Linked DNA regions of Macaca mulatta: region 2 is linked to region 1. Evidence: chromatin contacts called from public Hi-C data. All regions are on one chromosome and are shown on one strand. Each heading gives the region's core, a stretch centred on a gene start, on an enhancer-like site or on the middle of the called end of the contact. The rest is flanking DNA. Distances are from core to core; before and after follow the strand shown. Region 1 holds the start of AK3 (adenylate kinase 3). Region 2 holds the start of CDC37L1 (cell division cycle 37 like 1, HSP90 cochaperone).

What was found. Hi-C and Micro-C count contacts between places; a contact is called where the count stands out from the background.
Region 2: a contact with region 1 is called in a Hi-C map of liver, with 4 times the contacts expected there. The contact joins the promoter of CDC37L1 here to the promoter of AK3 in region 1. A contact is called at or near these places in 5 of 14 Hi-C or Micro-C datasets (CD4 T cells, cortical neurons, fetal cortex germinal zone and 1 more).

What each region holds. Positions count from the first base shown.
Region 1 is chr15:94,673,448-94,678,043 of T2T-MMU8v2.0, forward strand. It overlaps AK3 (adenylate kinase 3), which reads left to right and starts at 1,611. Exons shown (of 5, transcript NM_001266135.1): 1 at 1,611-1,800. The coding sequence starts at 1,650.
Region 2 is chr15:94,735,096-94,739,995 of T2T-MMU8v2.0, forward strand. It overlaps CDC37L1 (cell division cycle 37 like 1, HSP90 cochaperone), which reads right to left and starts at 2,554. Exons shown (of 7, transcript NM_001257827.1): 1 at 2,260-2,554. The coding sequence starts at 2,391. LOC144334706 (a long non-coding RNA gene) reads left to right here and starts at 2,635. Exons shown (of 2, transcript XR_013404856.1): 1 at 2,635-2,837.

The DNA.
Region 1 (4,596 bases), core at 361-2,860:
TCTCCATATCAGAAAGTAAAGGCTAATGTCTTTTCTAAGTACCAGGCTGTCTATCTATTGAAATCCCCCATCCATTCACTCAGCTAAGATTCACTCACTGTCTCGCCCTGACGTCATTTCTATCTTCTTTGAAATCAGTTCTGGACCTCTGAGGAGAATGGTAACTGTGTTTATTTTCATAGAGCCTTCTTTCTGCCTTCACATAGTGTCACAGCACAAAGCAATGATAATAAATGGACAACCATTATTGAACATTGACCCTGTAGCTGGCATTGCACTAAGTACTACATTAACTCCTCCATTCTAATCCTCTATGCCCAGTTTGCAGACAAAATGATACTCACTCGAATGTTTGTCCTCTGTTTCCATTCTTGAAACACGCCAAACCTCCAGTTTAGGGCCTTCCCCTAAAACTGGACATAGGAAGGGCCTATGTCTTTCTCTTCCACATTCTAATTAAGTACTCAGCACAAATGCCATCTCTTCAAAGCTTTTCCGACCGCCTATCTACAACAGCCTGCCTCCACAGTTTCACATACTCTTTTATGTTACTTATAAAAGAATCTCACTCAATGAAACTCGGATTTCCTCTCCTGTAAAATGAGGTAGGCCCTCTCGGCTCAAGGTCACTCCCTCTGGTTCTACACAGACGAGTGGGAAGAGAGGGCCCTTGGCAGCAGAGGAAGAGGAGGAAGGAGGGAAGGGAAGAGGAGGAAGGAGGGAAGGGAAGAGGAGGAAGGAGGGAAGGGAAGAGGAGGAAGGAGGGAAGGGAAGAGGAGGAAGGAGGGAAGGGAAGAGGAGGAAGGAGGGAAGGGAAGAGGAGGAAGGAGGGAAGGGAAGAGGAGGAAGGAGGGAAGGGAAGAGGAGGAAGGAGGGAGGGACAAAAGCGGGGGTGGGTGCAGAAGCGGGGGGTCTGGCGGTCCAAGGGAGTAGAGGGGAGGGGGGACTCGAGTGGGCGCCAGGTGGAGCGGGGACAAGGGTTGTCAAGGGAGCACGGCAGGGGGCGCGGTGTGTCCCGCAGGGACTGGGTAGGGCAGCGCCTGCTATGGACTAGGGGCCCAGACTACAAAAGGGTTGTTGGAGGGATGGGTGCGGGTGGATTCCGAAACCAAGAGGCTCCGAAGGGCGACTAGAGGTGGCGGGGGCGGGGGGCGCGCAGGAGTTGCCAAGGTCGGACAGAGGGGAGCTCGGTCTATCCGGCTGGGACTCGGCCAGACACGGCGCGGGGTTCGGGAGTCGCGGAGAGGCGCGGAGGTAGATCTGAGCTGAGTGGAGGGCGCGTGGGGGTTGGTGCAGAGGGGCGCCGAAGGGACTGGGCCCAGCGGCCGGTGGAGAGGGGCCGCGGAGAGGCGCAGGTGGCAGCTGGGCGGCAGAGCGAGCGCAGAGGCGGCGCGGTTTGCGCGGCTGGGCGGGGCCAGGCGCCGGGGACTGAGTGCGCCGGGGTCGCCGAGAGGCGGGAGCAGCCGCGGGGTCGGTCGCTGTCTGGGCTGCCCCAGTGGCTGTCGGCGCACTTCCGGGAACGCCTGGGAACCTCAGTAACCGCCTGATAGCGGCGCTGCCAGCTGGCCGGCGCGGGCTGCGAAGCGGGTGAGAGCGCAGGCCAGGCCAAAGCCCTGGTAGCCGCGCGGCGCGGGCCTGGGTCTGCGGCCATGGGGGCGTCCGCGCGGCTGCTGCGAGCGGTGATCATGGGGGCCCCGGGCTCGGGCAAGGGCACCGTGTCGTCGCGCATCACCACACACTTCCAGCTGAAGCACCTCTCCAGCGGGGACCTGCTCCGGGACAACATGCTGCGGGGCACAGGTGGGAGCTCTGGGCCCAGGGCCGGCCGTGCGCTGTCACCCGGGTCGGACTTTGCGTGCGAGGTGGCCGAAGCTGGGCACGCGGGTCCCAGGCTGCGGGCGCGGCATTTCCCTCCCGTCGCCCGGGACAGAGACCTCGGGCTGCTGAGCGACTGCGCCCCGAAACCTCCGGCCTCCGTGGGCCGCTTCGGGCGGGTTATGGGAGAGTGGGGCTGGGGAAGGTACTGGAAAGTTAGGTCAAGCTCGAAGTTCAGAGATGAAAGGAAACCACCGGGCTTTGTTTCAGAGGCACTAGTCTTCCCAGTGGCAGCCACTCTTGGGGGTCCATCGAGCTGAGCTGCAGCTTATTCAACGTGCTGGTGCATTTAGAAGACTGGCATTAGCCCTGCTAGAGTTTGCTTGTTTTGTTCTCTTCTCTTCTTTTCTCCTCTCTTTCTTGTTTTCCTTTTTTTTTTTTTTTTTTTTGGTGTGGTTAAGCTCTATGGGATCTTGTAGTTCTGACCTTTCCCCCATATTCCGAAGGCCAAGTATTATTTACCCTTGTTGCAGTCATAAAATTATCTCAAATTTTGATATCCCTAGATTTCGTAGACACGGAGGCTATTCTTACGCGTGGTTACATAAAATATTTTGTTTCTCATGCCAAATGAATTCTTACAGCTCAGCACGAAAGCCAGTTAACAATCTACACTATACAATGGGTGAATTTGTGGTATGCAAATTCTCTCTTAAGAAGGTTGTTTTTGAAAAGCCAATAGCGGGAGTTTTTTTCTCAAAAAATGTTGACCTTTTCAAAATAGAACCTGTTTTGAAACTCATTTTGAAACCCATTTACTATATAGAAATAATGCCTACACAAGGCCTTTTTCTTTCTTTTCTTTTCTTTCTTTCTTTTTTTTTTTTTTTTGTAAGGATAAGAAACAGGATAGACGTGTATAGCATAAAAAACAACGCCGTCCTTCGTTCCCTACCTCAGTCCCATTCTTCGGGGGGGGGAACAGAGTTTCCTTCTAGAAAGGTTTACTTTGTAAGCACAGATACGTGTATCACTTATTTTCTTTTTCTTTTTTTGGTTTGTTTGTTTTTTGAGACGGAGTCTTGCTCTGTCGCCCAGGCTGGAGTGCAGTGGCGTGCTCTCGGCTCACTGCAACCTCTGCCTCCTGGGTTCAAGCAATTCTCCTGTCTCAGCCTCCCTGGTAGCTGGGACTACAGGCGCATGCCACCACGCCGGGCTAAATTTTGTATTTTTGGTAGAGATAGGGTTTCACTGTGTTAGCCAGGCTGGTCTCCATCTCCTGACCTCGTGATCCACCCACCTCGGCCTCCCAAAGTATTGGGATTACAGGCATGAGCCACCGCTCCCGGCCAAGGTGTGTCTTTTCTTGTATGTAATATGTGATCATACTATGTATATATACTCTGCATCAGTGTGGTTTCACTTCGTGTCTGGGATATATTTCACATGAAAACGGACACATCCGTTTCATTCTGTTTTTGTAGGTATGTATTTTCAGAATCTAGTATGATTTATGTAACCAGTTCACACCTGTAATCCCAGCACTTTGGGAGGCTGAGGTGGACAGATCACTTGAGCTCAGCAGTTCTAGACCAGCCTGGGCAACATGATGAAACTGCGTCTCTATAAAAAATTCAAAAACAATTAGCAGGGCGCGGTGGCAGGCGCCTGTGGTCGTAGCTACTCGGGAGGCTGAGGTGGGAGAATCACTTGAACCTGGGAGGCGGAGGTTGCTGGGAGCCGAGATTGCAACACTGCACTCCAGCCTGAGCAAGACCCCATCTAAAAGAGAGAGAGAGAGAAAGAGAGAGAAAAAAAAGTTGTTTGACTTGCTTGCTAAATGTTGTTAATGCAACATATTGAAGTAGTTAGGTAACATTAAACAATCCCAGATACTGATACTGGTTGGGGTCAGGTTAACCAAAGTCTAAGAGAGTAGGCCTGGCACAGTGACTCATGCCTTTAATCCCAGCACTTTGGGGACTGAGGCAGGCAGATCACTTGAGGTCAGGAATTCAAGACCAGCCTAGGCAACATGGCGAAACCCCTGTCTCTACCAAAAATACAAGAAATTAGCTGGGCATGGTGGCTCGCGCCTGTGATCCCAGCTACTCAGGAGGCTGAGGTGGGAGAATCACTTGAGCCCGGGATGCAGAGGTTGTAGTGAGCTGAGATTGTGCCACTGTACTCCAAGCTGGGTGACAGAGTGATACCCTGTCTAAAAAAAAAAAAAAGGAAAAAAGTAAAGCATATTTATTATAAAAGAAGGAAACTATATCTCTTTCATGCAAATATAAAAAAGGTAAATTAAGATCCTTTATAATTCTGCCTTGCCACACAGAGATGATTATAATTAACCCTTGGGTGCATTTTCTTTTATTCTTTTTTTTTTATTTTTCTTTTTTATTTCTGTTGCATTTGTATTTGCAAAATGGTTAAATTCTAAAAACAAATTGTCATATTCTAAATGATAGGTTACTTTTTTATTCTCATTTATAGTGAGCATGTTCACGCATCATTAACCAGTCTTAAAAACGATGTTTAAGCTGGGCGGGGTGACTCAAGCCTGTAATCCCAGCACTTTGGAAGGCTGAGGTGGGTGAATCACCAGAGGTTTGAGACCAGCCTGACCAACATGGCAAAACCCTGTCTCTACTAAAAATACAAAAATTAGCCAGGCATGGTGGTGGGCACTTGTAATCCCAGCTACTTGGGAGGCTGAGGCAGGAGAATCACTTGAACCTGGGAGGCACAGGTTGCAGTGAGCTGAGATGGTACCCT
Region 2 (4,900 bases), core at 1,304-3,803, 63 kb after region 1:
ATTTGGTCATTTGGCAAACTATCCAACATGTATTCAGATGATTAAATAAAATATTAGGTCACATTCTAATCCATGACCATACAGAAGTTTTAGAAAGACATTAAACATGATCTGCCTTTACATTAATTGGATCTAAGAATTACATATCACATAATACATTAAGAAATCTAGATCCCCCTTATTTGATAAAATTAAGCCAAAGCTGTTTTTTAGGATTATAAAATGTTAATTAAACATTTTATTTTTTTCCAAACATTCCAATCCAAAAATTTAAGTCTTAAAGCCAGCAAAACCAATAAGTAGGTCTGTAATAAACACATGAACTTAGAATTAATAATCACGTTGCAAATTTTTTTTTTTTTTTTTTGAGACAAGAGTTTCGCTCTTGTTGCCCAGGCTGGAGTGCAATGGTGTGATCTAGGCCACGGCAATCTCTGCCTCCAACAATTCTCCTGCCTCAGCCTCCTGAGTAGCCAGGATCACACACACCCACCACCACACCCAGCTGATTCTGTATGCACCACCACGCCCGGTTAATTTTGTATTTTTAGTGGAGACGGGGTTTCTCCATGTTGTTCAGGCTGGTCTCGAATTCCCGACTTCAGGTGATCCACCTGCCTCAGCCTCCCAAAGCGTGGGATTATAGGCGTAAGCCACTGCACCCGACCCACTTTGCAAATTTTAATACCATTTAAAGGTAGTTTCAGACAAAGTTTTACAGTACTTCACAGGGTGGGCAGTGCAGTAGGTGGGAAAATATACTGGACTAGGAGTCATAAGTGGGTTCTAGTTTTAACCTGGCCACTAACTAGTTACACGGTCTCAGGGAAATCACTTTTAATGAGAGAGATAAGCTTACTCACTTCTAAAAATCTTTCAGTTAAACAAATTTATAAGTGCACAAGTAAGAAATTAACATACAGATATTTCTCTAGATTACTTCTGTAATTCAACCACAATGCACTGTAATTCTTGACACCCTTTTTCCTCTTCATATGCCTTCCAAATTGACAATGGCACCTGCTGTTCACTCTTTTTTTCCTCCCTAACACATCATATGCTTATAATACATTTTGTATATAAAGATGACACTGGTGATCCAAAATTAGTGGGTGACTAATGATGGACCCATCAACTCTCATTCTATCCTCCTAAAAAATGTCTTATAGTTCCCCAGTGACTAGCTGGCCAAAGTACAGACAGTGGTTATGAAACAGCATTTTTCTCTGTGTGAAGCCAACTAACTCTGTTAGCTGGGCATAAGACTGATAATCTCACGCTTACTGGCAAACAATTTAACTCATCCTCATTAACATCTAGCAAAATAAGTTGAGAGGAAAACTACTATTAAATCTGTTACACTCTTGGGAACCCCATTTTGCAAGGAGGCGACAGACACCTATGATCCATTGAATATATTAGTGTTTAGACTGTGATCCTGAAATATACTTCCAAAACACACAGGGATTCGGAGGAGAAAAAAAACAGGAAAAGGTGATGCGAGTATGTAAGTATCCCCTAAGATAGGTCCCTGAAAAATCCTTAGTAGTATATCACATTTGGATACGTTTCAATGGCAGGAAGGCAGGAAAGCTGGATTGAAAACACAAGTAAATACCAGGAACCTAAGAGAAGTCTGAAGGAAAAGGCAAGTATATGCGTATATATTTTCACTGGAGAATGACGTGAAGCAAAACTAAACAGTAAGGCAAAGATGGTCACGCGAATGGGAGAGGTGTACGCCAGCGTCAAAAGCGAGGTTTGAAGAATTTACTCAGTTGTCAACATGGGTTGAAATCGCATGTGAAATCTTTGTGAGGACTCGGTGTGACGTTGAACTACAATCATTCACTGTTCCTATCAACTGTGCACAAGTATGCTAGAGCCTTTAACAGAATAAAGTGCTCCGGGAAAACCTCTCACAAGAGGACAAAGGGTCAATGTTACACCATGAGCCGCCCCAAATCTGGGTGCTGTCAGGAAGGGGAGATGGAGGAACGTCTTCCAAGGGTGAACAGCAATCAGCCAAGGTGAAAGAAAAGGTGTGCGTGGAGGTGGAGGTTGGTAATACATGGCCACCCCGTCTCCATCCGAAAATGCTATAAAAGGGGTGGGATGGTATCAGGCATCAGATCCCCGGGCCCCGGCAGTGAGGTGGGCGCAGAAAAAGGCTTAGAAGAGGGTCTGGGAGACGCGGCATTCCAGGGGTTTGGGGACAGCACCACTCCATCCCTCGGCAGAACGCAGGCCCCCTCTCACCTGGGCGCCGCCGCCCGGCAGCTGCGGGCAGCGGGGAGAACTGGGGAACACGTCCAAGTCACTCTCTTCCTCAGCCTCACCCTCGGCCCGAGGGAGGCTCCAGGGTCCCGGAGGCGGCCACGGTTGCTCCATGTCCGGCTGCTCCGGGTCCTACAACCGCCCCCGGCCCTACAACTGCCACTGCCAACAGACTTGGCGTGAGTGGAACCTGCTGCGCCGAGCCAGAAGCCCAGCCGGGGGCCAGGGCCGTTACCCAGAATCCCTCTACTGGCCGCGATGCCGCTGCACACCCCGCGATAGCCTGGGCCTCGCCACCGGCGGACGGCGGAAGAAATAGTCGGCACGGTGCGTCACTTCCGGTTGGGGCGGGGCTGTGAAGGCGCGTCCCGGGCTCTTTGCGTGTAGGGGGTGGATCTACAATTGTATTCCTGTTTTAAGCACCATTCTCTTTGAGCTTTTCGGCACTGCAAACTTAACGGCTAATGGCGCTGTGGGTGGAGAAATGTTTGTTAGGTAGCGTTAGGTATTGCTATCTGGTGTTCCCTATACCGAAAACGGCGGGTCCTGGCCGCCTGGAGGTACGCAGCCCAGGTGTCCACTTTGCATGTTCCTTGGAAATTGCAACTCGTTCCTTTACGTTGACATTTAAACCAGTGATTCTAAGGCAGAGTTGGGGCGGAGGGAGGAGAATTTTGAGCAAGCGGAGCCAGTTTTCCTCTCATTTCTAATTACAGGCAACAACAGAATTCTGTGGTTGGTTGGTTGGAGGAGTACACCAAAAATAAAGTACCAGAGCGAGCACGGCTTCAAAAAAATTAGGATCAGTACCGCTAGTAGCGAACGTATAAGAAGGGCTTCCTGTATTCCTACGTATCTTGTTTAAGCCTAAAGATGTGTGCCCTCTTTATCCCCTTTTTTGGAGACGAGGCAATAGACCTAACAAGCCTGAGACCACACATTTTACAAGGAAGAGGTAGCATCCAGCCCCAGGGAGTTTAACTTCAGAACTTGCACGTTTAACAATCAGGTCTTGCTGCCCTACTCATAAAGAGACCCAAATAAAAACAACATGACGCCATTTTTTTCCATGTATTTAGATTGGCAAACTTATGAAGTCGCTTAATACCAAATGTGTACCAAGACGTAAGCAAATGATGTAAGAATGTCATTAGTGTAACCTTTTAGGAGGAGTAATTTGACAATATGAGAGGCTTGAGCGGATTGATTCAGCAATTTCACCACTAAGGAAGTATGCAACAATTATTTTTGCGCCAATATCCAAGGATTTATCTACAAAGATTTTTGGCAGCAATTTTTGTGTGTGTGTGGCAAGAAAAAAAAAAAGTATTCTGATTGTCCATCTATAGAGGAACTTAAATTACGGAATATTAATACAATGGGATATTACCCGTTTTTAAAAAAGTAAATTGTATCTAAATATGCTGATACATAAATACCTCCAAAAGGTATTGAGTTTTAAAGCAACTTGCAGAATTAAACATATGTGTACGTATACAGAGAGAGGGCAAGAGAGAGAGATGGTATTTGCGTGCATGTGGGGGTGTGTGCAGAACATTCCTGGAGGATATACAAGAAACTGTTAATGATTACCTCGGGTGGGTGAGCCTAGGAAGAAAAGCTGCTGAGGACCTTTACTTTCCACATTTAGCTTCCCTGTACTGTGCTGTTTGAAATTTTTCCAATGAATGTACATTAGTAATTATAACAGTACAAGATTACTATAAAATTAATTACAAATAAAAGCTGAGAATCACTTTTGCACCTAAACCTTTTGAATTTAGGGGTGAAAGTAACAGGAGAGACTGGAAAGGGAAGAATAAAAGAAAAACATTTTTCTCTTTGCTTCCATGAAGCCACCAAGTGCTTTGAATATGCCTGGCATAAAGTAAGCCCTGTATAAACGCTAATGCTGTTGGTTTTTCTCCTACCTCTTTTACTACTTCTCCTCAGTCTTCTTCCCTTCTAGCTGACCTCTAACTTTAGAGTTCCTCATATTTTGGCCAGTGAGGAGAATTCTGTGGCTTTACATAACATCTGTGTATCTATAATTCTCAAATTGAAATCCAAGTCCTGACCTTACCCCTGTGCTCCAGACTCATGTCTACCCGCTGATTTGTCATCTCTTTTTGAATGGTTCATACACATCTTAAATTTAACACATCCAAACCCTTGATCTCACTCCCTTCCCCAAACTTCTGTCTTTTCTGTGTCAATCAATGGCATCACCATCCAGTCCAAAACCTAGAGTTCAGCCTTAGTTCCTCCCTCTCCTTTACGTCTCACACCAACAGCAAGTCCTGCTGTTTTTACCCCCAAATACGTCTTGAATTTATGTTCTCTCCTGCTTTACTGCGTACTCCCTAGGCCAGAACACTATGATTGCTTCTCAGAACTACTGCAGTAGTCTTCCATGCTTCTGTTCCATTCTTGCTCCTTACAATCTCTTTATACTCGTCCCAGAGAGATATTTAAAAAAATATATATTGTGTCTCACCCCTACTATATCAATTATATGCTTTCAATGCAAATAACTGAAACCCCAGCTAAAAGAAACCTAAACTATAAGGACATTTATTGGCTATTTAACAAAAACAATGATGCCAGGATAGGCTTAGCAGTT